2 separate regions of the Sus scrofa genome follow, and region 1 is linked to region 2. The links are chromatin contacts, called in public HiChIP or PLAC-seq maps. All regions are on one chromosome and are shown on one strand. Each heading gives the region's core, a stretch centred on a gene start, on an enhancer-like site or on the middle of the called end of the contact. The rest is flanking DNA. Distances are from core to core; before and after follow the strand shown. Region 1 overlaps LOC102157601 (a long non-coding RNA gene). Region 2 has its middle 22 kb from the start of TRAF6.

Region 1 (6,170 bases), core at 20-2,519, 630 kb after region 2:
TAGCCTGTTCAAAATAGGGAGAATCTGTGAATCCCGGAAGACTGGATTCTTGCCGCTTCTGCCATCTCATCAAAGAGCAGAACACAGAACAGGGCCATGTGAAGGAAAGGAATGTGCAACTTAATGAAAAGCATGCATTCCATAATATAAGGAAATTACAATCTTATTACTTTACAGCATAGCAACCAGATATAAATAGATACTAATAAGTAAAATTAGGTTAATTGCTGAAAAAAGGACAATTCATAATAAGGTTACATTATAGAAATGTCTGCACATGTAAAAGTCCTTTAATATACATGGGCTTTAATTGCTGCATTGGCATGGAAAATTGTCGGCTTTCCCACTACCAGCTGTGTGATTTCTGGCAACTCTCTTTATCTTTCTGAGCCTCAATTTCATTGGCTTTAAAATGAGACTAGTAATTTCTTTCTTGTATAATAAAGGACCAGATGAAGTAATGTGTGAAAGGGCTTTGAAAGCTGAAAGCACAATACTTTCCTTAGGTATTTAATAATTATTGGAACTAATAGTCATCCACAATAAAAATACATTCAAGAAAAACATAAAGACCCACTGTCTGAAATACCAAACTTAAGAAATGATCCAGGAGTTCCCGTCGCAGCGCAGTGGAAACAAATCCAACTAGGAACCATGAGGTTGCGGGTTCGACCCCTGGCCTTGCTCAATGGGTTAAGGATCTGGTGTTGCCATAAGCTGTAGCATAGGTCGCATACACGGCTCGGATCCTGCATTGCTGTGGCTGTGGTGTAGACCAGCAGCCATAGCTCTGATTAGACCCTTAGCCTGGGACCCTCCATATGCCTTGGGTGCAGCCCTAAGAAGACCCCCCCCCAAAAAAAGATCCAGAAATACTAAACCCATGTCTTTCTTTACAATAGCATCTGTAAGTTGGAGACACTTATTTTGCTTTTTTAGACACTGCTTTTTTAAAATTAACATTAGCACTTCATGTCATTTGATGATTGATGGCATCTTCTTTAGGGAATGAATAGCAATTGGTGAACTGTTATGGACAGAAATCAGGAAGGTCTAAGCTCCTGGATTAAGGTAGTTCCCTTATAGAGTATATTTTCTGGGTAAACATGAAAACTGGATTAAGCCAAGCGCTTCACTGTAGACAAGCAATTACACTAAGCTGAACTGTTTATAGTCTTACTACAGAAATGGATGCACAGTGTATACCCATGAGTTCTGCCACCTCAAATTGTGGCTGTTAGCTCTTTACTTCAAATTCACACAGCCACACGTCAGTCACTGTGGGTGAAAAGCAACTAATGTCAGACCCCTGCTGGCCTAGCTTGGCACTGCATGGGGAAACACAATTTCCAGTTCTTATTAATGGGGAAATTGGCCACAGGGGCAAGAGAACTGAGGTATCAAGGATTCAGTCTTGCCTCACTTTATATGTGTCAATATTCATCAAAAAGTGTGCTGAAATGAGAGCAAGAGGAAAGGTCAGACTTGACTTACAATGAAGAACAATAGCTCTTAAGAGGCAACCAGGGACCCCTATCTCTCTTCAAGGCAGTTTGGGGCCTGAATCTGCCAGTCCTACCATCGTGCTCTTCATTGCTAAAAGTCTCCAGTGTCTTGCTTTTCAATGTGCTTTCAAACTCACTGTTCACTGCATGCTCTAACCTCTAGAGGGGGCAGAGGTTTTCTCTCCAGCTTTCTCCTTGTGCCTCTAAAAAGGCAAAGAAGAACTCTGAAGGGTCAAGGTCAAAATGGAGAGCTCAAGGATATATACAAGGATCTATACCTCCCACTATAATAGGAGATGGAGTCTGCAGGAACAAGGAGTAAGGGTTACAACTCTCCTCCTTCTTGTGGCCTGTGCTGTCTCTTCTTCTTTCAAGAAATTGAAATAAAATGGGCCCTGCCCAGCAAAGAAAATGGGGAAGCACAGAGTAGCCCAGGGATAGAGAGAAAAAACCCAAACAAAACAAGAAGCTCAGATGAAGAGTGACAGCTCCTGTTCTGAGGAAGAGAATCGTGATTAGTGCTCCTGGCTGGCAGAAATCACCCAGGGCAGCAATGAGGACTTTTCTTTGGAGGAGCTGAGGTTAGAAAGCGGCAAGGCAGCTGAGGTGCCTAGCTCCATTCCCAAGCTAGTGCTTTTGGTTACTGTGAACAGGTAAACCCCACTCAGCAGACTGAGGGTTGGGACTGGAGAAACACAGGGAAGAGGAATGTCATTCCGTTGTCCCTATTTTAACATGGCCCAGCACGTGAATTTTTCTTCCTCTCATGCTAGAAAACTCGGAGAAGGGTTTCCATGGCCAAAGTCAGGCTCTTAACTCTTTTGGTCCACCTGGCGGCCCCTATGACTTGAAGGTCACAGGAAGATGATGAGATTGTACGAGGAACTACAGTTATCTTTCAGCCAAGCCCCTCTATCCCTTCCTTTTCAGGGCTTGTATCTCTTCAGTTTGGCTTGAGTGAGGCAAATCCACTATTCCCAGTAAAAGGAAATCATCATCTCATTAGCATCCCAGAGAATATTCTGTGATTGCAGGAAGGAAAGATGTGATTGCCAATCTAAACACAGAGGACTCAGTGATTTTCAAAAGCTTCGTTGGCTGCACTGAACAGGCGGTAAGAAATCCGCCCTTGATTTTCTGTAGATTATTCCTCTATATGGAAGCACTCTAAGTTACTTAGCTAGTCTCCTGCTGATGGACGCTTAGGTCATTACCACATTTTTGCTACTACATACAAGGCTACATGGACACTCTTACGCAAAAAACTTTGTACGTTCATGTTTCTTTCAGTTAAATGATTGGATATAACCAAATTTCTTTTCAAAGCCTTTTGAAAATATTCATCAATCAATTTATATTAATCCTAATATTATTCATAACTATCTTATTTGAGGGATTACTATGTGCCAGACACTGTCTTAAGCACCTTTTATGCATTATCTTATTGGTCATCTCATGAACCCAGAATGGTAGGTTCTATCATTATCACCATCTTAGAGATGAGGAAATAGACAAACAGGGCATATAAGTTGTTTAAAATGAATTTAAAAATACCAGACCCAGGCATTCTAATCTATTATTTCACTTAAAAGAGAACCCAACCACCTCTATTTTAAAAAGGGGGAGCTTGGGCAAAAGGTGTGGTGAACCTGGCCACCACTGCTGGGACAGGAATCTAACTGGAAGCATATTATTGGAAATGTCACTCTCTTACATCATCCTTAGCAAATCTTTGTGTGTTGTCTTGGTACAAGGACCTTAAGCTTGAGGTCGCAGGAAGATTTCATTTCAGCTATGTCTATGAAACCTCTTTTTAAAATACATAATTCAATTGACTTAGTAGTTGTCCCATTTTACCTCTGCCAAACAATTGGCTGAAGTCATTTTCCCCCCAGTTACCTGGCTGTCTTGCTGTTCTGGTGCATTTACCCACCTGAAATGAGATGGTGGGTAAATCCAGTTCAAGGCCGTATGTGTTGAGCATTCCTAGAAACAGAAGCCCTCGATAGGTGCGCAACATCATGGTAAGAACTGGGGACCACTCAGGTGACAGCCTCTTCCAGGCACGTGTGTGTCCATGAGCTCCTTTGGATGATGCGCCTGTGTCCTTGGGAGAGAAAGGGTCAGAGGCGGCTAACGAAAGGGCTGAAAAGGAGGAGGCAGAGGAAAGACGGCTGCTCCAGCAAGTAAAGAATATTTATTCCTTACCATTATTCAATGCTCTTGTTACATTCCAGTGGATCTAATAATCTCCTAAGAAAATACCTCCCTGTGTCTCTTTTTTACTGGGAAGGGCATGAACTCTGTAGGAGACAGCCTGTGACCACGTGGAATATCATACACACTTTCTATATGGGGAACAGACTCATCACTGAATCACCAGCCTGAGGATACGCACACACAAGCACGTAACACATGACACATGACTGGTCTGTTGGGGGTGAGGAGTGGTGTAAAAATTCACTAAAATTGAAATGAGGTAAAAATTGTACTTTAAAAACTCCCTTCAGGGACATAATTGTGTGGAGTTGGAAGAAATACTCTGAAAGCCATTTGGAAGTGGGTGGGGTGAGACCTCCAAAGAGTAAGTTGGAATAACAACAGACGGTTGCTAAACGGTCTTTTCTAAAAAGAGGGTCAGGACTTTTGTCTGTGTGAGTATGGTGTGCCAGTGGGGCACAGTGTCCACTGCCTCTCACCACGCTCACAGAAAGATGCACACCACCCTATCCTCTAAATAAACCTTGACCTTATATTTTTTATTTTCATTTTTTTCTTTTTATGGCAGCACCTGTGGCATATGGAGGTTCCTGAGCTAGAGGTCAAATTGGAGCTGGAGCTGCTGGCCTACATCACAGCCACAGCAATGCTGGATCCAAGCCGTACCTGCAACTTACACTGCAGCTTATGGCAATACTGGATCTTTAACCCAGAGGCCAGGGATGGAACCCATATCTTCAAGGACACTATGTTGGGTTCTTAACCTGCTGAGCCACAATGGGAACTCCTGACCTAACATTTAAAGAGCAGCAGTTTGGAGGGGTGCCAAGTCATTATTCTTCCTGACGTGTGCACACTTCCCTCTGGCATTGTGCATGCGCCTAAGCACCTGTGTGCGTGTGTGCGTACACACACACTCACTGGCATCTCCCACCCCTGTGCTGTTACCTGCCACACTGATACCCCCATGAGTGCACATGAAGGTTCAAAGCTAAAGTGCCAGGTGAGGCACTTGAGAATGGTCCACTGTTAATGCTGTTGGAGGCCAGACACAAATGCCCCTTTTAATGGCCTGGTCCAGAAAACAAATGTATCCATTAAGCTGGAATAAAGAGATGGGTCAATGCACAAGACGAACTGAGCACCTTCAAACTGGGAGACCGAGAGAGAGAACCTCAGAGTACCAGGGGAAGAGAGAACTAGATAGAGAGAGAGAGAGAGAGAGAGAGAGAGAGAGAGAGAGAGAGAGAGAGAGAGAGAGGGAGAGGGAGAGGGAGAGGGAGAGGGAGAGGGAGAGGGAGAGGGAGAGATAGGCAGGCAGGCAGGCAGACAGGCAGGGAGACAGACAAACAGATACATAGAACTAACGAGAAAGAGGGAAACCAATGAGAGAAAACCATAGCCTGGTTCTAGATACACTCTGATAAGGCAGCGTGCATTATGCTTAATGCTGTTTGTGAAGGCCTGAGCCTAAGAACTCTGGCCTATGCAATGCTTCCTTTTCGTATCAAAGAAGGAATCCTGGGGTGTCTCTTAGAATGTTCTAATGTGAGCTCTTAGGCCAGTAAACATACTCTCTTTTCTAGGAGATGGTAGCCAAACATGGATAAGAACTCAGGTTTCCCAAAAGCTACAGGACCTCAGGCAAATCATGTAATCTCTCTGGGCCTCAGTTTTTTTTTTCACTAGTTAAATGGGGTCCATCACACTCATCCCTAAATCAGTGTTTCCTAAAATTGTTAGCTGGAACACCAGAAAACCATGTCGTAGCCCCTTCTTGAAGTTCCACAATGCAACTGAACATATTACAAGGTCCAAGAAGTCCTAAAGGAAAGAAATCTGTTCAGCTTTGTTTAGCCCCCTCGCCACTCCATTTACTTGACTCCAATATATTCTATCATGGCTTATGCACATCTGGTGTCAGTGTGCCTGGGCTGCCATAACAAAGTACCAGACACTGGATGGTCCATCAGCAAGAATCTGTATCTCCCAGGTCTGGAGGCGGGCAGTCTGAGATCCTGGTCAGGTTCTGGGGAGAGCCCTCTTGGGGGTTGCAAACTGCTGACTCCTCACTGTTTCCTCACAGAAGAGATCCATGCTCGTGACCTAACTGCTCCACAAAGGCCCTGCTGCCTCATACCATCACCCTGGGGTTAGGATTTTAATACGTGAGTCTAGGGGGAATTGGAATACGCAGTCCAAAGCATTTGGCAAGATGTCCCTCTCCATAACTGGCCTCGTTCTCCTGGCCAGCCCCAGTTCTCATGTTCTCTCTCTCTCTCATACACAAGCACGTACATGGGACACACACACACACACACACACAGGAAGAAGAGCTGGGATTCTTAGAGAAAGCATTTTTCCCTTCCCACTGTCACTTCTTCCTACGCTAAGATCTAAGAGTGGAAGAGGCAGAGAGACCCTTCCATCTAGTTGACTCTTGCT
Region 2 (6,041 bases), core at 613-3,112:
GCAGGGTAATTTAGTGTGTAAACCACTCAGTTAGGAGCTAGGAGATGTAGACTTTATTCCCGACTGACCATTGGCAGATCACTTCTCTTTGCGTCCATTTATCTATTTGTAAAGTTAGGACTAGAATTTGAAATTTGATATTATTAAGTAATGGGTAGCGTTTATTAGTGCTTAGGTCTTTTAAGAAAGACACTTTATTTAAAGAATATATATACTTTATGTCTAACTGCATGACAAGCTATGGAATGAACTCTGACTTCTGAAAAATTAAAGCACAGGCAGTGGTCAAAGCATCTTAGCAAAAAGCTTGCTGTTGAGTTCCTGTTGCAGCTCGGTAGGTTAAGAACCTGACATAATATCCGTGAGGATGCAGGTTTGGTCCCTGACCTCGTTCGGTGGGTTTAGAATCCAGCGTTGTGGTGTAGGTCACAGACGGCTCAGACCCTGCGTTGCTGTGACTGTGGCATAGGTTCGCAGCTGTGGCTCTGATTTGATCCCCAGCCTGGGATCTATGCCACGGTGCGGCCCTAAAAAGACAAAAAATTTGCTGTTGCTTAAAGCTTACTAGTGCCACAGAATTTGTGAGTGGTTTTCCTAACCCATCTGGACTCTGAAATACTGTGTTTTGTGAAGGGGTGAATGAAAAGGGGAAGGAGGTAGACATTTATCCTACAAAGACTGAAAATCAATGTTCAGTTTAAGAACAGGCTGTGTGAAAGGGTGGGGAAGCCATCCTGACTTAACTGCCACACACCCTGCCCTGCTCCCCGACCCCCACCACGCACAGCATGGAACAGCCCTGCTTCTGCCAGCTCAGCCATGGGCTGTCTCCGTCAGGTCCATACAGTTGAATTGCAGGGTCAACCAAGGGCTAAACAGGGTCTCTGTGCTCCATGTAGTCGATCAGGTGCCTTGTTTCTAAACCCGTGTGATGAATGTAGGTTCACGTTTATCTCTCAAAGGCATGAGTTTTTAACCTTAGACCACATCTTGGTTGCAAGGATATGATCCAAACCGTGTTCCCTGATTGGCACCTCGTTGAATATTAACTTAGAAGAAAACACATGCCAGACTGACATGCCTACCCCTCCTGTTGGTTGTTGATACTTTCTTAGCCTCTACATTACACCAGTATCTTTACCCCACAAGTACTCTAAATAAAATGAAATACGGATATTTCAACTGTTTTTTAGTAAGACTGCTTTAATTTTTGTCTTTTTTCTATTTTGGAGACTCTGTAACTCACTAATAGGGAGGAAAAAATCATAGGCACTAATTTTCACTTGAAATGAAATTAATGTTCTGCCCTTTCAGGAAATAATAAATGAGGATTCATTCTAGTCCTTGGTTTAGGCTGTGGTTTCTGCCCCAGAGCCTGAAAGACTGCATTTCGCAAAACAAAATTAGGCCCAAGGGGAAAGAAACTAGTGAGAGTGTGAAACCAGACAACTGGTTGAACTTATTGTGAAACAGGTAAATGAGAAGCCTTAGTTCTCACCAGTTTCTGCGCTGTGTTCTCCCCGCCCCTCCTTAGCGTTCAGATGCTCCATGGATAAGTTTTGAAGTAATGGCTGTCTCTTGTGGGGCAGTTAAAATCATTTTTAATAAGCTTTCAAAGGGTCAACCCCTATTTCTTCTAAAATAGACTTAATTTCCCTACGTGGAATGTGAAAGCTGGTAAGACATGTAATTGCTTTATAAAACCCCACCTTTATTTTTAAATTAAATATTCAAAAGTGAAGTAGTTATTAATCCCAGAATAAGCTATAGAAATTTAAAAAAAAATTCTGCCTCTTGGGTTACATTTGACACTGTCAAAAGTTCAGGAAAAAACAGAAGTAAAACCAATGAATCATTGAAGTGGTAATTGGTAAAAGTTTATTGCACATGCACCAAAGGTTTGCAAACTGGGAGCATTTGAACCAAAACCTGGAATGCAGCTCAGAAGTGTATTGTTATAATGCAGCTTATCTAGCTTGGGGACAGTGTTTTTTTTGTTAATAGTTATTGTTTACAGTATTAGAATTTTCTTAAATGAAAGAGAATTGGTTAGTGTTTATTATCAATTTGGGGGAACAGTTTAAGTTTCGCTTATGGTTTTCAGAGGCATAAGCAAGAAGTGACATAGGTCAAGTTAGCCTCACTTGTCTTGCAAGATAAGCTAAATTAAGAGTTGCTTGAATGACTAGACTGTTTTGTCTTCTCAGGCAGTTTTCAGGTTTTAACAACACATCTAGTCCATTCTTACAGATGTCTGTTACAGTGTTGTCATAGTCTCAAAACTAACTTTTGTACAAGGACCAGCAGGGGTAGGATTACTTCGTAAAGTGATGGTTGTAGCCTTGGCAGAAAATGATGCATAATCACAAAGTTTTTGCTAGGCTGGGTAGGGTTTTGTACATTTTAATATAAAAGTGGGTCAGCAAGTCTGATCTTCACAGAATTTATGCTACGGAAAGCTAAATAATAGAACTGCACTGAAAAATAGATCTCCAAATCCTGAAAAATAATCCTTCCCCTTCTTACCCCACTTTCCTCCTAGCTGCTCTATCCTGACTGGCAGAGGGTGATTTAAAAATAGAGCGCGAGTTCTGTCTGAGGAGGTCTGGCCTCTTCGTCTTAATCCTTAGTTCCTTTGCCCAGGCTGGTCATTTCACTTGAGGTGTCTAGATAAAGTAGACAAAGCCCCACCGAAAGGGCTTAAGGATGGTAACTAGTCATTCCTTCTTAGACTAGTTAGGAGCCTGAACGTAGAATTTATTTCCAACTGATTTGAGATTCCTTTGGAGCCATTGTGAAAGATGGAAAGGAAGTAAGGCAGGTTTTCTGAATACAATTAGAGTAATAGAATTGAAATTGACTGTTTTTTATGCCTTTAGGGTCCATGTTTTTGGAATTTTTTTTTCACTACCCACAATAAATTAGACTAGATAGAGATAAATGAATAAATAATATGTACCCACCTAACATGAAAGGTTTATCAAACACTTGCTTTTAGTACATCTGATGCATTCTGATATTTTCTGTTCTTTTTTCACTTATAAAATATAGTCCCCAGAGCACAAATGGGTTTATCACAATGCCTTGCCTCCAGAGTCAAGATCTGAGGATTTAAAGTAGCCCAGAAGGCTAGAGGCCAAGTACACATACACACACAGTCAAGTGTCCACTGGGGTTAGTGGGGCCTTCCAGACTGTGCCTTGCTCTTGTTCCACCCAGTCTGGGCTCCAGCCCCATCCCCCACCTCACGCCACCACCCCACCCACCCCTGCCCACTCACAGTCTTGCCTCTTGGCTGTTCCTGATGTTCTTGCCTCTCTCTCCTTGACTCAGCCTGAGGTAGTCAGTTTTATTAAAGGAAAGCTCCGGTTCCACTGCTCCTCTGAATTCTTCTATGGACTGAAGGGCTAGTAAAACAAGATCCAGGAGTCCCCATTGTGGCTCAGTGGTAACGTACCCAACTAGCATCCATGAGGATGCAGGTTCGATCCCTGGCCTCACTCAGTGGGTTAAGGATCTGGCATTGCCATGAGCTATCGTGTAGGTCGCAGACCTGGCTCGGATCTGGTGTTGCTGTGGCTGTGGTGCAGGCCAGCAGCTGCAGCTCAGATTCAACCCCTAGCCTGGGAACTTCCACGTGCTGTGGATTTGGTCCTAAAAAGACAAAAAAAAAAAAAAAAATCCAGAACAATTTACAAACTCTTGTTTGATTTGGCTTTTGCCATCTATCTCCCCTGAGGCAAAGAGGTAGTGTGCTACTTGAATGAGGCAGGTAGGGTATGGGGAGAAGAGGGACGGAGATTTCCTAATACCTCAGAGAATTACTGGGGACATTTTCTTCTTAATTGGACTATGAGCTTTCAAGGAAAGGAATCAGAGATCTCTACTATGATCCTGGACTTCATTAAAGGAGAATTTTCAAAGAAGAGTCAAATTATGGCTCTCATACAGATAGCAAATGAGTGTGTGCTATTTTATTTAACTCTTAATGAGGGAACCCGGCAGATGCTGTAACCTGGAGAATCCAAAGGACAGACACACTTAGAGACCAAGAATATTTACATGAATGTCCAAATGGAGGAAAAACAAGAATCTACTTGCTAGAAGAGGAAAGTCAAGCAATCCTCTCCCCCAGGACATAATTTTTGTTTCCAGAAACAAGAATTATTTTGCATTGCTTTCAGTATCTATAGGACAGAGCTGTAAAGTAGCTTCCTGAGAGTGAGAATCCAGTAACCCAAGGCTGTCCTCTAAACTAGATAATGCATAGTGTTTATCAAAGCACAAAATTCCCCTACACCCTGCACTAACAACAGTTCATTGCAGCACATGAATTATAAATAAATAGACCTGTGGTGCCCATTCCTGCACAGATTGGACTGTTCCAATTTGTGTGAGGTGACAGCTTGCTTGTTTTAGCTCTTCCAAAATTGCAGGTTCAAAGTCAGGCATGAGCAGAGCAAACCCAGCTAAACAATCATTTGGCAGCAGGGGGCAGCAAAGCTTCATTCATAAAGAATGCAACCTTCAGAAAGAAATTTGTAAGATGGAGTTAGCCTGGAATCCTTGAAGTTTTAAGGTGTCCATAAATCCCCTTAGATTATAGGCATAAAGTTGTACTTCGTGCATTTTTTGGAGAAGAGATTCTTTAATTTGTTTTGCTTTGGGTCTGATGAAGGCTATGAAGCATTTTCCCCTGATATCGGAATGTCCACGTCCCAACTATCATATTCGCAAGTTGATTCCCAAATTAGCTTCAAATTAGAAATGCCTGAGGAACTATTGTCGAACCACAGCAAGTAGCCATTTTTGTAAGGTCAGTAAAGGGTTAAGTATCAGCAGTTTCTTGAGGTTCAACCAGTATATTCAGATTCCCAGTCACGTCAGCTCCCCTGTTCTGATACAGCCAGTGGGTGGATGAACATTTGAGATTGACCACCATCTCCAAGTTGAAGTTTAGGAAAATGGACTTTTGCACCCTAGTTCATCCCAAGGCCTCAGGTTTAACCCCAGTCATGTCTATCCACAGTGAACAGTGAGAGGCAAGTCGGTATTAGGGCCATCACTGCCACGCAGTTCACTGGGGGGCTTTCTCAAGGTGTCTCAAGCCTCAAAATCTCTTGGGGTGCTTCTTAAAATGCACATTGTTCAGAGTTCCCTTGTGGTGCAGCGCATTAAGGACCTGGCAGTCGTCACTGCAGTGGCTTGGATTGTTACTGCGACATGGGTTTGATCCCTGGCCTGGGAACGTCCATGTGTTGTGTGGCCAAAAAAAAAAAAAAAAAAAACATATGATTTGGCCCTCGCCAAATGTGTGGAATTAGATTTTTTGAGTGGTAGGCTGGAGAATCTGCATTTCTTTTAATTTTTTTAAAAATTGTAGTTGATTTACAGTGTTGTGCCAATTTCTGCTGTACAACAAAGTGACTCAGTTTGTGTCATTCTTTTTCATATTCTTTTCCATCGTAGTGTATCCCAGGAGATTGGATAGCATTCCTTGTGCTATATGTTGTTTATCCTTTCTAAATGTAATAGTTTTTGTCCCCTAACCCCAAACTCCCAATCTATCCCTGTCCCTAACCCCCCATTGGCAACCACAAGTCTGTTCTTTATGTCCCTGCATCAGTTTCTGTGAGAATCTGCATTCTGTAGGGTCCCTAGGTGACTCTCACAGAAGAAGGGAGGGGAAAATGATCTGGGGTCTGTTAGCTAAATCAGAGTGTAATTGTTAAAATGGTAAAGTCATGGCGCTCATTCAAATATAGAATGGGTGTGTGTTAAAGGTTTTGCTCAGTTCATTAATTTATGATGGAACCATTAGATGGTAAAGCAGATTCCAAAAACATTTGGAAAAAAAAAGAGTTTATATAATCCACTAGGAAAAGCATTTTCAAAACCAAGGAATGTTAGAATATGATTGCTAGGTTACAGCAGAAACCAGTTAATGTCCTACAAGCTATTAAGCCGTAACCTTTAGGGTTATCATTCCTACCAGATAGAAAGATACAGATTAACATGGAACTTTGCAGTATCTGGGCTAC

Evidence for each region. HiChIP or PLAC-seq counts read pairs in DNA pulled down with a chosen protein or histone mark.
Region 1: a contact with region 2 is called in an H3K27ac HiChIP or PLAC-seq map of alveolar macrophages. The contact joins two enhancer-like sites. A contact is called at or near these places in 1 of 47 Hi-C or Micro-C datasets (embryonic fibroblasts) and 1 of 2 datasets of contacts at active chromatin or transcription factors (alveolar macrophages).

Annotation. Positions count from the first base shown.
Region 1 is chr2:25,259,537-25,265,706 of Sscrofa11.1, forward strand. It overlaps LOC102157601 (a long non-coding RNA gene), which reads right to left. Exons shown (of 7, transcript XR_001306887.2): 2 at 3,439-3,612. Among named protein-coding and RNA genes, the nearest start is that of LDLRAD3, 110 kb to the left of the region's middle. Within about 2 kb of position 1,270, at least 11 of the 83 cell types and tissues checked have an H3K27ac peak or open chromatin away from gene starts, as enhancers often do. A contact at or near this core is called in alveolar macrophages, where this site is marked.
Region 2 is chr2:24,627,084-24,633,124 of Sscrofa11.1, forward strand. It overlaps a transcript of TRAF6 not described here. Among named protein-coding and RNA genes, the nearest start is that of TRAF6, 22 kb to the left of the region's middle. Within about 2 kb of position 1,863, at least 4 of the 83 cell types and tissues checked have an H3K27ac peak or open chromatin away from gene starts, as enhancers often do. A contact at or near this core is called in alveolar macrophages, where this site is marked.